2 separate regions of the Drosophila melanogaster genome follow, and region 2 is linked to region 1. The links are chromatin contacts, called in public Hi-C maps. All regions are on one chromosome and are shown on one strand. The core of a region is the stretch at or near the end of the contact, and the rest is flanking DNA. Distances in the headings are between cores, read along the strand shown.

Evidence for each region. Hi-C and Micro-C count contacts between places; a contact is called where the count stands out from the background.
Region 2: a Hi-C map of the Kc167 cell line shows a contact between it and region 1, with 4 times the contacts expected there. The contact joins the promoter of Rab5 here to the promoter of aop in region 1. A contact is called at or near these places in 3 of 107 Hi-C or Micro-C datasets (the Kc167 cell line, the OSC cell line and the S2 cell line).

What each region holds. Positions count from the first base shown.
Region 1 is chr2L:2,174,606-2,180,912 of dm6, reverse strand. aop (anterior open) reads left to right here and starts at 2,159. Exons shown (of 4, transcript NM_078731.3): 1 at 2,159-3,066.
Region 2 is chr2L:2,363,978-2,370,517 of dm6, reverse strand. Rab5 (Rab5,) reads left to right here and starts at 5,245. Exons shown (of 6, transcript NM_164476.2): 1 at 5,245-5,457. It overlaps Axud1 (AXIN1 up-regulated 1), which reads right to left and starts at 5,173. Exons shown (of 3, transcript NM_164480.2): 1 at 5,128-5,173; 2 at 2,305-4,243; 3 at 381-2,202. The coding sequence starts at 4,197. The coding sequence ends at 1,537. CG3597 reads left to right here. Exons shown (of 3, transcript NM_134830.2): 3 at 1-366. The coding sequence ends at 249.

The DNA of each region.
Region 1 (6,307 bases), core at 910-3,409:
CTGTCTGGCGGACCTCTGCTACTATATGTACACATACATATGTATGTGACCATGTGTGCCGTGCTTACATATGTGCGGCCATATCTGTGTTTTGGTGTCTGATTCTAGAGCACAAGTGGATGCCACTTGGCTGCCGCTGCCTCCGCCTCTGGACATTGGCATTCTATTTTAATGAATTATCTGCACTTAGGCATCGAACTAAGAACTAACAACTAAGAACTAAGAGCTGCGACTATAGCGATCACCCGACAAGTCGGATGGATCTGAATGGAGTGGGAGGTGGCGCAGCAGAGGCGTACTGGTTGCATTGCAATGGCGAAATACAGATGTACAAACGCTGATTGGCTCAATTGGACGACTATTTGAACTCTGACCCCTGTGCGATCCTCATCGGCAGCTCTGCCCCTTCCGCCCCGTCCTCCTCCTCCGCCAGCCACCCTTTCACCCTGGAATTTCCCGATGGGCGACGCACCATGACCGAAGCTACTAATTTGGGCCAGTGATCGTCGCTGCGGCGATCACTTGGAAACGTCGTCATCGCCATCGCAGCTATCGACGGAAAAGATAGCACTTGAAAAAAATATCTCTATTATATTTCTTAATTAGAGTCACAATCTAAAAGTTCTTTAATGTTTCATATCACGAGGCTTACTCGCTAAACTATTTATAGCCATAAAAATACATGTTACTATTTATTACTTACCTAAATGCCCATTAATCTAGATTTTCTTTCAGTGCATACCCACGGAACTGAGCAGGGGCGTGCAGGGCGTGGGCGGGGTCGTCCGGCTGGTCGCCGTTTATGGGCATTTGACTTGAAATGTCAACGTAAACGTTGCTCGTTGCTCGGGGAGAAACTGGTTAGCCAACTGAGGCGACTGGAGACCCCAAAGCGGATGCAGTGCAACTGAGCGCATCTTCAGGCCCACCGACCGACCGACCAACCGACCGTCCAAGCAACCTGACGAGGAACCCCAGCCCCGCCCCCTTTCCAAAGAGATTTTCCGTCGCAGCCGAGCGGAAATGTTCCAACAATTTATAATTAAAGATTGCCAACTGGTTTCCATGAAGATCCAAGATTTATGGGATCGAAAACACCTATCAGCTAGCACCTCCAAACATTTTGTATTACAATAGAGCGCTTTTCCCAGGCGCGTGGCGCTTATTTCATTTTCGGCCAGGGGGTCGTATTCATAATTATTTCAAATGCTTGAGAGCATTATCGCACACTGATTAGAGTTCACGGAATTGTCTTATCTATGGTTTATGTGCAAAAAGCTCGCCAATAGTCACAATTGACAGCTAATGGGTATGGCATGCTCGATCATTTCAAGTTTCCAGTCACAATAGGTGTGTATGTTATCTAGTGAGAGAACGATCCCTTGGTATTTCGGCGCCCATGCTTCTGGTATCAGCATGAATCGTTTGTTTAAACTTTATCTTCTATTGATTAACAACTAAATCGAGCGCCCCACGCGAATTCGACGCCGCCCACAGACAGCGGTTGCCTATTGAGTTGTTTCGTAGTAAACTTTGGTGGGTTTTAAATTATTTAAATTATTACCTCTGCGAGCTGTTGCTTCTTTCGTTGCCAAGGAAGTGGATGGTGGATCTGTAAATGTTTACGCGCCTAATGATTTGTTTGTGGTCTTTGCACACACTCCTACTTCTCAGAGTATAATAACATAATCGAGATTATTATGGCAATTGTGGGGAATCTGGGAATTTTAAAAAATTACGAACATAAAATACGTATGTTAATTGAGATTATTGTGAAATTATTCCGGAATTGGAATTGGAATTTTGTGGCGCATGCAAGTCTCTCAAGCTCTGATATAAGATTGTTTATAAATATTGAAATATAATGAGCAGCTCAGGGGTGTCTTTCAATCGTTAAAACTTTAACTCATATAAGACTGGCGCATCAAAGCTTCACTGTACCTCAAAATATAGGTCCGATTTAAGATATAAATCTTGGACGCTAAAACGGATACGGATCAAAGCGCGACTTCCTTAAAAAATTATCTTATTTTCGTATTCTTCACCAGTTCTTTTTGAATTGTTTTTGCTGTATGTCGCTCTCTTTGCTTCTCTTTCTCTTTCGATTCTCTCTCCGCATGCGCCGACTTGTTCATGTTCGCCGCCTGTTCGAATCGAATCGGCAGTCAAAAAGAAACTGCCGTGCTGGGCGGACGTGTAGAAGAGTCGCTCCTGAAAGCAACTAGACATTCTGCTGTAAATGGCAAACTAATATGTTTTAAATTGATTAATTCACAATTAATAGAATTTAATTCGTGCGCGGCGTTGAGGAAATAAACGGTTCTTCTTAACTCGGTGTGTGTTTACATTGCCCGGTGTGTGTGTGCGCGAAACGGAAATAAAAAATAAACAAGAGCGACAGCAACAACGCCAACAACAACAGCAACATCAGCGAGAGCAAAGCAACGCAACAAGAAGTGCAAGCAAAAGTGAAAAGGAAGACGAAAGAGGAAATGCCAAAGTACAACAACAAATACACGAACAAAACGCCAGAGTGCAAGTGCATCGCGTGAGTGTCTTACAGTGTGCGTGTGCGTTTGTGTGCCCGCGTCTGCCTGTGTGTGCGTGCTGCTGAGGCGGCGGCGGAAGTAAAAACGCTTGACTTCGCCTTCTTCTTATTCATTTGCTCCGCTTTACGGCTGGCATTTGTCGCAGAACGAAGCGAAAACAAAAACAAAAACAGAGAGCCTGGATTAGCCCCAAAAGCACACAACCACCGCCCACGCGGCGCCCCTCACCAAAAGGAAACAGCAACACAAACAACAATGGCAACTTGGCGCGACGCCCTCTTCGTCATCAGCAGATAACAACAAGAACAACATCGAATTAACAGAAACAAAACCAAAAACAAAAATAAAACAAGAAAGCGAAGCAAAAGCTAAAGCATTCTGGGATCTGGACATATCCGCTTCCGCGTTGCTTCTGTCGCTAAAAAGCTCAAGAATCGAATCCGAAGCCCAACGCAAACAGACAAATTCACTCACTCACCTTACAGTACGTAACCACAGTGCACAGTGGAGCAAACAGGTGAGAATTTTGATAATTTGTATACTTTTTGTTGTGAACTGTTAAATTAACCATTGTCAAAATAGTAGCAGAAAAGAGTGTCAAAAATAAAAACATTTTTTCTCAATATGTAAGCACAATGGTTTTTATATCTGGAGTTCTTTTATATTCGTAATCGTGCAAGAATCGGTGTTTACAGACATTACCCCTGTATCACTCCATTGCCGTCGTTGCTTTTTTTTACGAATTGGTTAAAACACCATCTTTTGGTACATGTATTTCCCATAACTACGTCACAATGGTCATGGAAACAGAAAAGTGTCTTGTCTGAGCAGCTGATAAATAATTGCTCCACCTTAATCTGGCTTTGGTTATCTGCTGCATATGACTTCCCCACTTCGCTCCACCCGACGTCTTACAATGTCTGAGTTTTGGTCTCTGGTTGAGGTCAACAATTTGTCGGATCTACACGTGTAAACAGATAACTTGGGCTATATTTGGTTCGCAGTACACTCATATGAGATGGATGAAGACTCGGCAACAACGGTTTATCTAAGGTTTAGTTGATTTATTTGCCTGTTCAGAGGATCTGATTGTGGCGTTTTCATTTGGGGCTTGTTTAAATAATAAGAGTTACAATTTTATGGGGATCTTGGGAGTGGTTTTATAGTTTAATTATTGTTTTGTTATCTGATTGTTGCGCATAATTTGTTGTATGTTCTTCTTGTTTCCAAATATGATTAGATATTTCTTACAGTCTAGTTGGATTGTGATTAATTATTACCTGTGGTTGGTTGAGAACCATATGCAAATACTCATAGCTCAGTCTAGTAACAATATGATATGATAGTAATTTCTCTTCCCAAGCCCAGTGTCTTGACTCTCATTGTATGCACGGTACGCTTCACCGATTCCCTAGCATTCTACAATACGAACAAGATCGATTCACTTGGAAAATAGCCTCTTCTATTTTCACATTCCACTCCACATTACGGTACCTGGGTGCTTTTCGTAATGCCCGTTGCATCATATTGGCCAGGTCCGAGTTTTCCGCCACAAAAATGATGAAAACGGTAATTATCGGAGTGCATATCGGTGTGCTTTGCGCTATATGCTATATGCTATAGAACCGGGCTTTCGGAATCGTTCTTTCTGTTCGGTTCACGAGTCTCTTGTTGCATGCACTTTTCTATGGAAGTGAAGTGAAACAAAAGCGGAGCGTTGAGCTCCAATTAGGGTGACTCCGGCGACTCTGGCAAGCGTCAGCGAAATCTTATCGCAGGGGCGCTATGGCGAAAAGAAATGCCCACACTGTCATAAAAGCGTATGTACATACTTATGTGCATATACATATATGTAGTATGTACATTTAAAAAAAGTAAAACAGCCAGCGGAATTGTGTTTATTTATTTGCTTTTGCCGACCGACGACGTCGAACAAATCAGCCAAACAGTTCCTGCTTCTGCCGCAGCTATAAGGTATATATGTATGTATGTGATTTCAGGGGGTGGCGGTGGGGGGAGCGAACTAGACACACACCTGATCGTGCGCCACCTCCGTTATTTTATTTTTTTGACGAGAGCAGAATTCTCGCCAATAAATTTCATTATGTATAAAACAAACACATGCACTGTTTGGGTCAACTAAATAGCTCCCAAGGAAAAGAATGATTTACTGGTGGTGAAAATTTCACTTCACTTTTAAAATTAAAGTCACTTTTAAAATTTAAAAAAAAAATTGAATGTTCTATTAGCTTTAATATCTTATCGGTAAACACAAAGACCTATTATAAATAAAACGTAAACAATCCCCTAGGCTGGTAAATAATTTTATAACGCAATGTCTTTAAATTAATCTGTCCCTACTTACCTGCTTATGATTGTGCGCACGGATGTATTAAGATTTGTTTCTCAAAAATAAACAGTTTCTCTCTTCAATTAGCGGGAAACGAAATAAAATTTGTAGAAGCTGCGATTTCGCTTGGCTGTTTTCCTTTCCTGGTTCCCCTAGAGACTTGGCCTGGTGACCAGCCGGCGGCAGAAAAGCGGCAAAAGCAGCGTAAATACAATAAATTAAATTCACTTCCGCATTGCTCCCAACAAAAAGAAACAACGTAATGGGGAATGGGTGAATGTGTGCTGTTGTGTGTGTGTGTGTGTGTGTGTGTGTGTGAGGCGAAAGACAAACGACGTAAGAGAAAGAGCACGGCAAGTGCACGGAAGAGAGCGATCGCATGAAAAGAGGAAGATGGAGGAGCAGAGCAAACAGGTATAAAAACTGTTGATCGTTGGGTGAAAGAGTGGTGGGGATCAGAGCAAGAAAACATCGACCTATTCCCTCGCACACACACACACAGTCAGCCAGCAACTGACTCACTCGCACTCACATGTGCGAATCACAACTAACCCGTACAACAACATCAAATCAACAACTTGGGGCGGCTAAATAATGAAGGGAAGAGGAAGAAAACGCCAAGCAGCAGCAAAAACAACAATAAAAAATGCCTTAAAGCGGCTCAGATATTAACGCAAAATGCCGAGCGAGCAAAAAATGCATGGCTGTGTGTGTCGCTCTTTTTTCCAGACTGTAGGAAAACGACATGACAAGTTCTTCAGAAAAACCAACTATTAGCGAATTAAACCAGAAACAAATATACAATTTCGGAATTATCGCTGTTGTTTTTTATTATGTAAATACAGCTCAGCAGTACTTTCATGTAGAAATAACGAATAATAAAGATATGGTAACCACAAGCCTCAATTAATCATATTAGGGTCACTTAAGGGTTAAGGTCTCGGAGAACGTCGCCGAATACTAACACACTGATAAATCCATGTACAATATGTTGGTCTTGTCTTTCCTTTATGTTGGCTTTTGTTGTTAGGGGCGAATGCTTTAGCATTTTGTCTTCTTCTTGCTACATTGCTTCCTTTTCTTCTATTTCGCTTGCGTTTGTTGGTGTAACTTGCATGCGGAAGCTTGCATTCAATACGAATCGCACACATTTACATACAAAGATGCATTAAAACATATTTATATGAACGTACATACGTATGTAGATATGAACATTCGTATGTTGTTGATATCGCCCAGCAGATGTTGCTATTGTTGTTGGCCGATGTTTTTGTTCATTTGCATTTAAAAAGCGGCGAACGAACCACTTGTGCGTACTATATATCCCATTGTAACCCATTTTATAGTGCAACGAAATCACACTAACCTGAATTTGCCATAAATGCAGCCAGCTTCCATTACGTCGCGT
Region 2 (6,540 bases), core at 3,996-6,495, 190 kb before region 1:
TCCAATTACTGGTGCTGCACCCAGATTAGCCGCTCTAATGCTCCTCCCGAATCCTGGCCTCTGCCGCGGGCCAAATTTGATTTCCACTACACGAACACCTGCGGACTGAGATACGAGGCGGAGGAAGTGCGTCGCTGCATAGAGAAACGCCTGCTCGAGAGTCCCAAATTCACGCATGCCGAAAGTCTAGAGTTAGCAGCCATTGCGGATGAGATCCGACGGCAAATCGGTGTGGTATATGATGTGTGAGCTGTGAAGAAGTCTTAGTAATTAATAAATAATTGAATTACATCATCAATACTTGTTACAATAACCAAGTTGAATCTACAAACTATCTTTAAAATACAATGATACTTCATACGACACAATCCTGATATTTCGTATTCAATATTTATTTAAATAATTGCAATTATTTTTTCGTTTTTATTTTCCTTTTGTCGTTATCGAGTTGCATATACGTATTTCTACATCGTACTGCATGTTGTGGTTGTTATTTTTTCTGTGTATTTCGCCAAGTGTTGTTGGTTCATTAGGCCTAATACACTAAGGGCCAGAAATAAGGAACTTAAGAGCTAAATGAATACTTAAACGCAGCTAAATCGAGGATAAATCTACAAAAGTATGTAATCAGATTGGCTTCACAACTAAATGCAAAATGCAAAACACAAAATCGGTTAACAAGCGATTTCAGTTAAGCTGGGCTAAATCAGATTTGACACAGAATGGTAAGGAAAGGGTTTTGGGGCTCTCAGCTCATTAAATTCATTGGAGCAACGCAAGTAGTAACGACGTTAGAAAGTTTCCTTCCTCAATTTGTTCGTTTTAGATTACAAAATTAAAGTTGAGTAGGAAGGGAACTTGATTTTGCGAAGTGAACTTAACTTAAGCAACAAAGTAACTAAACTACAGTATGTACTTAGAGACTAACTCGAATTTAACAATAAAATGATTTATACAAGGCGACTTGAGTCCGATTAGATGACTCTCGCCGCTACTGAAGAGGCCTCCTGAAGTCGATGAGCGACGCCTACGATGTGTATTTTGATTACTGCCACTGCTAATCCAATCCATTTGCAGTCCAATCCATTTCCAGCCAAGCCCGCCGCCGCCTTAAACGTAATGAAGTCTTTTGCTGTGTAAAATTGCTATAAAAACTATTCTCAGCTCTCAGCTGCCTCCTCCTCGGGTTTCGATTGAAGGGTGGGTGTCTCTTGGTGCTTTGCACAATTCTCAGGGAAATTGTTATGGCAACAAAGGGTACAATTTCAGTGGCTCCAGAGGCGAAAAAGTTTCACTTGGGCAACAAAATATTGGTGTCGTTTTACATATTCTTTAACTTAAAAAATATAAATTTAGAAAACGGTAAAAGAGACTAAATATATGTGTTATATATAAACAAAGTAAAAATCTTAAAAAAAAATCAGGATAAAATCGACTTAAAGCGATAAAAAAAAAAAAAAAAAAAAAAATTAGCCATCAATTCATAGTCACTGAGAATTGCCCAAAGTAGCGAACCCGAAAAATCGATTTTGTAATCTAGGAGGACTCGCTTGTCGCTGGATGATGCTGTTCCAGCGGCTGGCGTGGCTGTGGGGCTGATGGAGGAGCATGTGGAGCCGGCAATGCCATTGGTGGCAGCTTGTTCTCCACCACGGCGACAATGGGCGCTGGATTCACGAGCGGCGGGGGCAACGCCTCGAAACTCATGCATCCTCGCTGCTGCCCGTCGTCCACAATGGGCGGTGTGTCGATAGAGTCAATGGTGGATGCACTGGACGAGGTCCTTCCACCGCTCAATCCCTCGGAGACGGCCACTAATGCGGCTGTGGTGTTGCGGTTGTGCTGCAGCAGATCGTTGATCTGTGAGAGGCGCGAGGAACTGGCGATCGGTGTGCTCAAACTGATAAATTCATTACCACTGGCCGTTGCAGGAGAAGATGATACAGTGGCTGGCGAGGCTGTTGCTGAACCAACTGGATTGCCCACAAGTCGTGACGGCGAGGCTGAGGTGGAGGCTGCGGTCATGGAGACAGCGGTGGTCTGGTAGGGAACGTTGCTGGAGGCGGTGGTGGTTGCATTTCCATACGGCGGCACCGAAGGCACCGCACAGGAGCTATACGCGCACGAACTGGGTGCTCCGGGGGCGACAGCGACGGCGGGTGACGCCGAATGCTGCTGATAGGCGGCCGTATAGGAAGTGATCTGTGATGGACAATCGATTAGCTTACTTCATGTTTAAATAGAACCTTATATACAGATGCCACCGTCAGTATTATTTAATACTAATAAAAAAGTTTTACTAACCTGAGTGCTGCCATAGCTGAGCGACTGATATAGTTCTCCGTACGAGGGCGTGGCATTGGAGCCACTAGCAAAGAGTCCGGAGTCCAGGCTGTCCAATTGGGCGTAGCCCGCGTAGCTCTGGCTCTGCGCTTGCTGCTGCTGGGGTATCAACTGGCCCGCAGTGGGCACTCCTGGCTGCTGTACCTGCTGTTGATAGTAGCTCACGCTGCTCTCGGGTGTGTAAGCTGGTGAAGCGTAGCCGGAGCTGTAGTTCGATTGCGTTTGCAGGAAGTACGCGGATGTTGAGCCAGCCGTTCCCACCGGGGAATAGCCAATGGTCTGTTGGGATGGTTGCTGCTGTTGCGGCTGCAGATGTCCTCCCTGGACGCCTTGAACCGAACCCTGTCGCTGCTCGAGATCCAACCGCATCACCGTGTGGATATAGTGGGTTCGCACCCTCGTGGGATTGAACTCTACCCGGCCAACTGTGTTGCCACAAGCTTCGCGAGTACATCCGCAAGGAAACATGGCTCGATCTACTTGACATTTAATGCCCGCCTGGCTGCAGGCACAAGTCTCCGGATCGCAAAACTCTCTGCAGGAGCAGCCGCACACTTCCCGGGAGTTTCTGATATCGCGGCATTCGCTCTTCTCGCTGGCATCAATTTTGCGCACGCCCGCCGCTTTCAGCAGTGCCCTTCTCTGCTTGGGCGTCACCGGCTGTAGGAAGCCATTGGAACCGTCTTCGGCATCGGAGCCACTACCCTCGCTTAGGTAATCCTCCTCGGACTCCTCGCTGTCGTCACTGCTGGAACCCCGAGGCTGGAGTTCTTGGTTCTGGCTGCGATGTGCCCGCCTCAACTCCGCTGCGTGCTCGGCCAGGGTCATCGTCTTAAAACCTACATGCCTTGCACCCATGCCCAAGGTGCATCCGCCCGCCGTTGGTACACAACTGAAGCCCTGTTGTCGTGGGAAGTAGAACACCTTCACCTCGTCAAAGTTGATGGAGCGCTTAGTCCGCTTCTGGGGGGCTACTGGAGGGGCAGACATGTCGGGCACCAGATCTATAGCATCGCTTTCCGAATCTTCGAGTCTCCGTTTAAGGTTGGACCTTATGGGCTTCGTTTCCACCTTTTTCTGGATTTCCGGCTCGGCTTCTTTCTCCGCCTGATCCTTGAGTAACGCGGAGGTTTCACTTCCTAAACCAGAATCAGACCCACCATCTCTAAGCTCATCCTCTTTCGGTTTGGCTGGCTGGGCAGGCTCCAATGATGCTTGGTTGTTGGACACCACCTCCGCTGATCTGGTGGCCATTTCCGTCTCATTGTTCAACTTCAGCCAAAGAAGTTCTCCACTGGTGTCGACCTCCTCGTTTGTGGTGACCGACGCGGAGTCAAGAATGTTGTCAATTGCCAGTGGGTCCTCGGAGACTGCGTCGGAAGCTATTGAAGAGTTAAGATCCGCATCGCCTAGTACGATTATCTCATTATTAGGATAGTTCTCCAGCTCAAGGAACTGCTCCTCTAGTTCGGTGTCCGCCGGGCCGTGAGCAAAGTCCGCCAGTTCATCATCGAGCTGCTCAAGCGGCATGGGTAGGGAAGCCAACGCCTTGGCTTTCGCTGCGTGCACCTTGCTGGCGTCAATTATGGAGGTTTTGATCTGCCTCTCGATGTCGTCGTCGTCATCGTCCAGGTGGGGAAATATTTGCAGCTGATGCTGCCGCTCCTCCGGTTCGCTCTGATTATCCTTGTGATCCAGATGCCGCTGATCCTTCCTTTCGCCTTCGTCGTGGGCAGTTAGGCTGGTGGTCCCCTCCCTTTGGCCGGCGGCCTTGTTTCCTGATGGGCTAAACATATTGGAGCCGCTCGCATTTTTTTGTATGTACGTAAATATTTTTTTTATAGGACTAAACATGCTATCCGTGTCGAGGTCCCTAGATCATTGAGTGTCCTTTGGTCATCTGCAAGAAAGTAGGAGGAAATGGTTTTACATAATGTTGCTTGGAAATTTCCTTCGCAGGTAGCGAAAACGTATAGATCAGGTGTGTATGTACAGTGTCCATTCGAGAGGGAGAACTGCCGGGAATGCGAAACTTTATTTCTGAGTAAATTAATTACACCTGTTTACGTTTCGTAAGAGCCCCTGACCAGGTCCTAGATCCAACAAACAAATTGCCAAAAGCCTAATGAGTGTACCTTTTACAACTTGTGTAAATATTTAGAAATATTAATTTAGCTCAAGTATTAATTTTACTGCTCGCAAGAAATCAATTGTTTTCTGTGTACGTGTAATGGTTTAAAAATATATATCTTTCGCTTTAATGTTCCGCTCACTTGTATGTTCGCTTTTTCGAATGAGCACTGTGCTTGGATGGGTGTGCGTGTGCAGAATCCTTTGAAATCCTGGATCCCCGAGAATTTCGCACGCTAGAAAGGAGACCACCCGAAAAGTAGACATACCGCTAACCAAAATCAATATTGATTAGCTTCTTTTTTTGGGGGCCCACCTTTGCGCTTATATTTTCGCAGCCAAGCCAACGGCCGGACTCGCAAGATCGGTGGGATTTATCCTTTTTGCAATTTGCGTTGCAGCTGCGATAAAAAACTGAGAGCGAGAGAGATGACGAAAGACGCAACTGTGTGCGTGTGTTTGTGCAAGTCTGTGCGAGTGTGTGCGTGAAGGAGGCGAATCAGGACACAAAGGTCGGTATTCTTTTATTAACACAATCACTTTACTATGCGCCTGGCAACGCCCAAAATTATGATTTATTTTTTAAAACTCATTTCGCACTTCCGTAAACTTTTTCTTAATTTTTCACTTCTTCTTTTCTCGCAATGTTATTACTTCTTCTATTCAGTGTGCCCGTCGCTGGACCCCTGCAACATGACAACAGTCCTGCACCGATCCAAATGTACTTAAAAATACCAGGCAAAAATTGATAAAAGTGTATACGATAGAGCGTGATAGATAAATGTGACTCACTAGTAGATGGTGCGTGTATTTGCTAAGAAATAATTCAGAAGAAAAATTAAAACAAATTCACCAATGGAGCCGGTTCCTGCAAGCTCATTGATTACATAAATTCATAGTAAGACAATTATTATGTAAAATATACCCGTTTTACGATTCATTAGTTGACTCGTGCAGCAAAGAAATATGTTTTGTATATTCACGGTAAGAAATGTTTATATTAAAATTTTATTTATATTGTGTAATATGTTGGTCCCACTAATCGATAGAAATATGTATCGTTGGTTGGAGCCTCTGCTAACGAGCAGAGCTTAGGATATGTTTGGCATATTCCAACAGTCGTCCTGCGGTCACACATAAAATTCCAAGAAAGTTGTAAGTTAAGTTTACTAATAAACCAGGCGATAATTTCGCTAGCCATTAGCAAGGCAAGGAAGCTAAAAAAGACAAAAATCTTTGGCAAATCAATGGTGACGTCGCCCAGGAAGTTAATCGACAAAAACACGACCTGCGACGCGACGATAATTTTGCGAGAGGCGAGTCAGTCGCTATCTATCTCCCTCTGCGCTCGTTTCGTTTCGTTTCTTGGGGCTGTTTTGGGGCACACAATTGAAAGGAAAAAACGTAAATGCAAATGGTCAACTGGTCTCCAAGTGCCGCGTTTAGAAGAGTGCGTAATTCGGCGGAAAGTCGAGTGCTTTTGCGTTGTTGTTTTCGCTCACCCCTCGTAATTAATTAAGAAAGTTGTGTAAAATTTTTTCGCCCCGTCCGCCATAGTGCGAGTGTAAGAGCGAGCGCGATAGATGGCCCTGAATTTTGGGTGCGTTGCCCATGAGAGTGGGCGCTAGAGCGAGACGGCCGTACGACCTGCTCCAAGTGCAGCGTGCACAGTGGGTCGCAAGGCCTAAGATAGTTCACGAATCTAATTGTGAAGAGATAAAGAACACTGCAGGTGCACTCTGGTATGGAGTAAAGCTGGCAAAATCGGATCTTGGCCCGCATTATCACCCAATTTATCAGCGCTTTACACGCCAAAACGGATCAAAAATCGCGGTTCTTTGTTCCGCCTGTTTTGCGTCTTTAGTTATGAGAGAGAGTGTGGGTGTGTGGTGTGTGTGTATTTATCGGCAATCCGTTCCCTTATCGTGCAAGTTTCTCAAAGAACTGTCTTTGTCTCTGATGTTTCTATAAAGCCCAAATGTAAACAAAAACGCATCCTTCTATTTGTTTATTCTAGACCTTTTCGCTCGCTTTGCAAATGGAAGACCCGCATTTGTCAAGCTATAC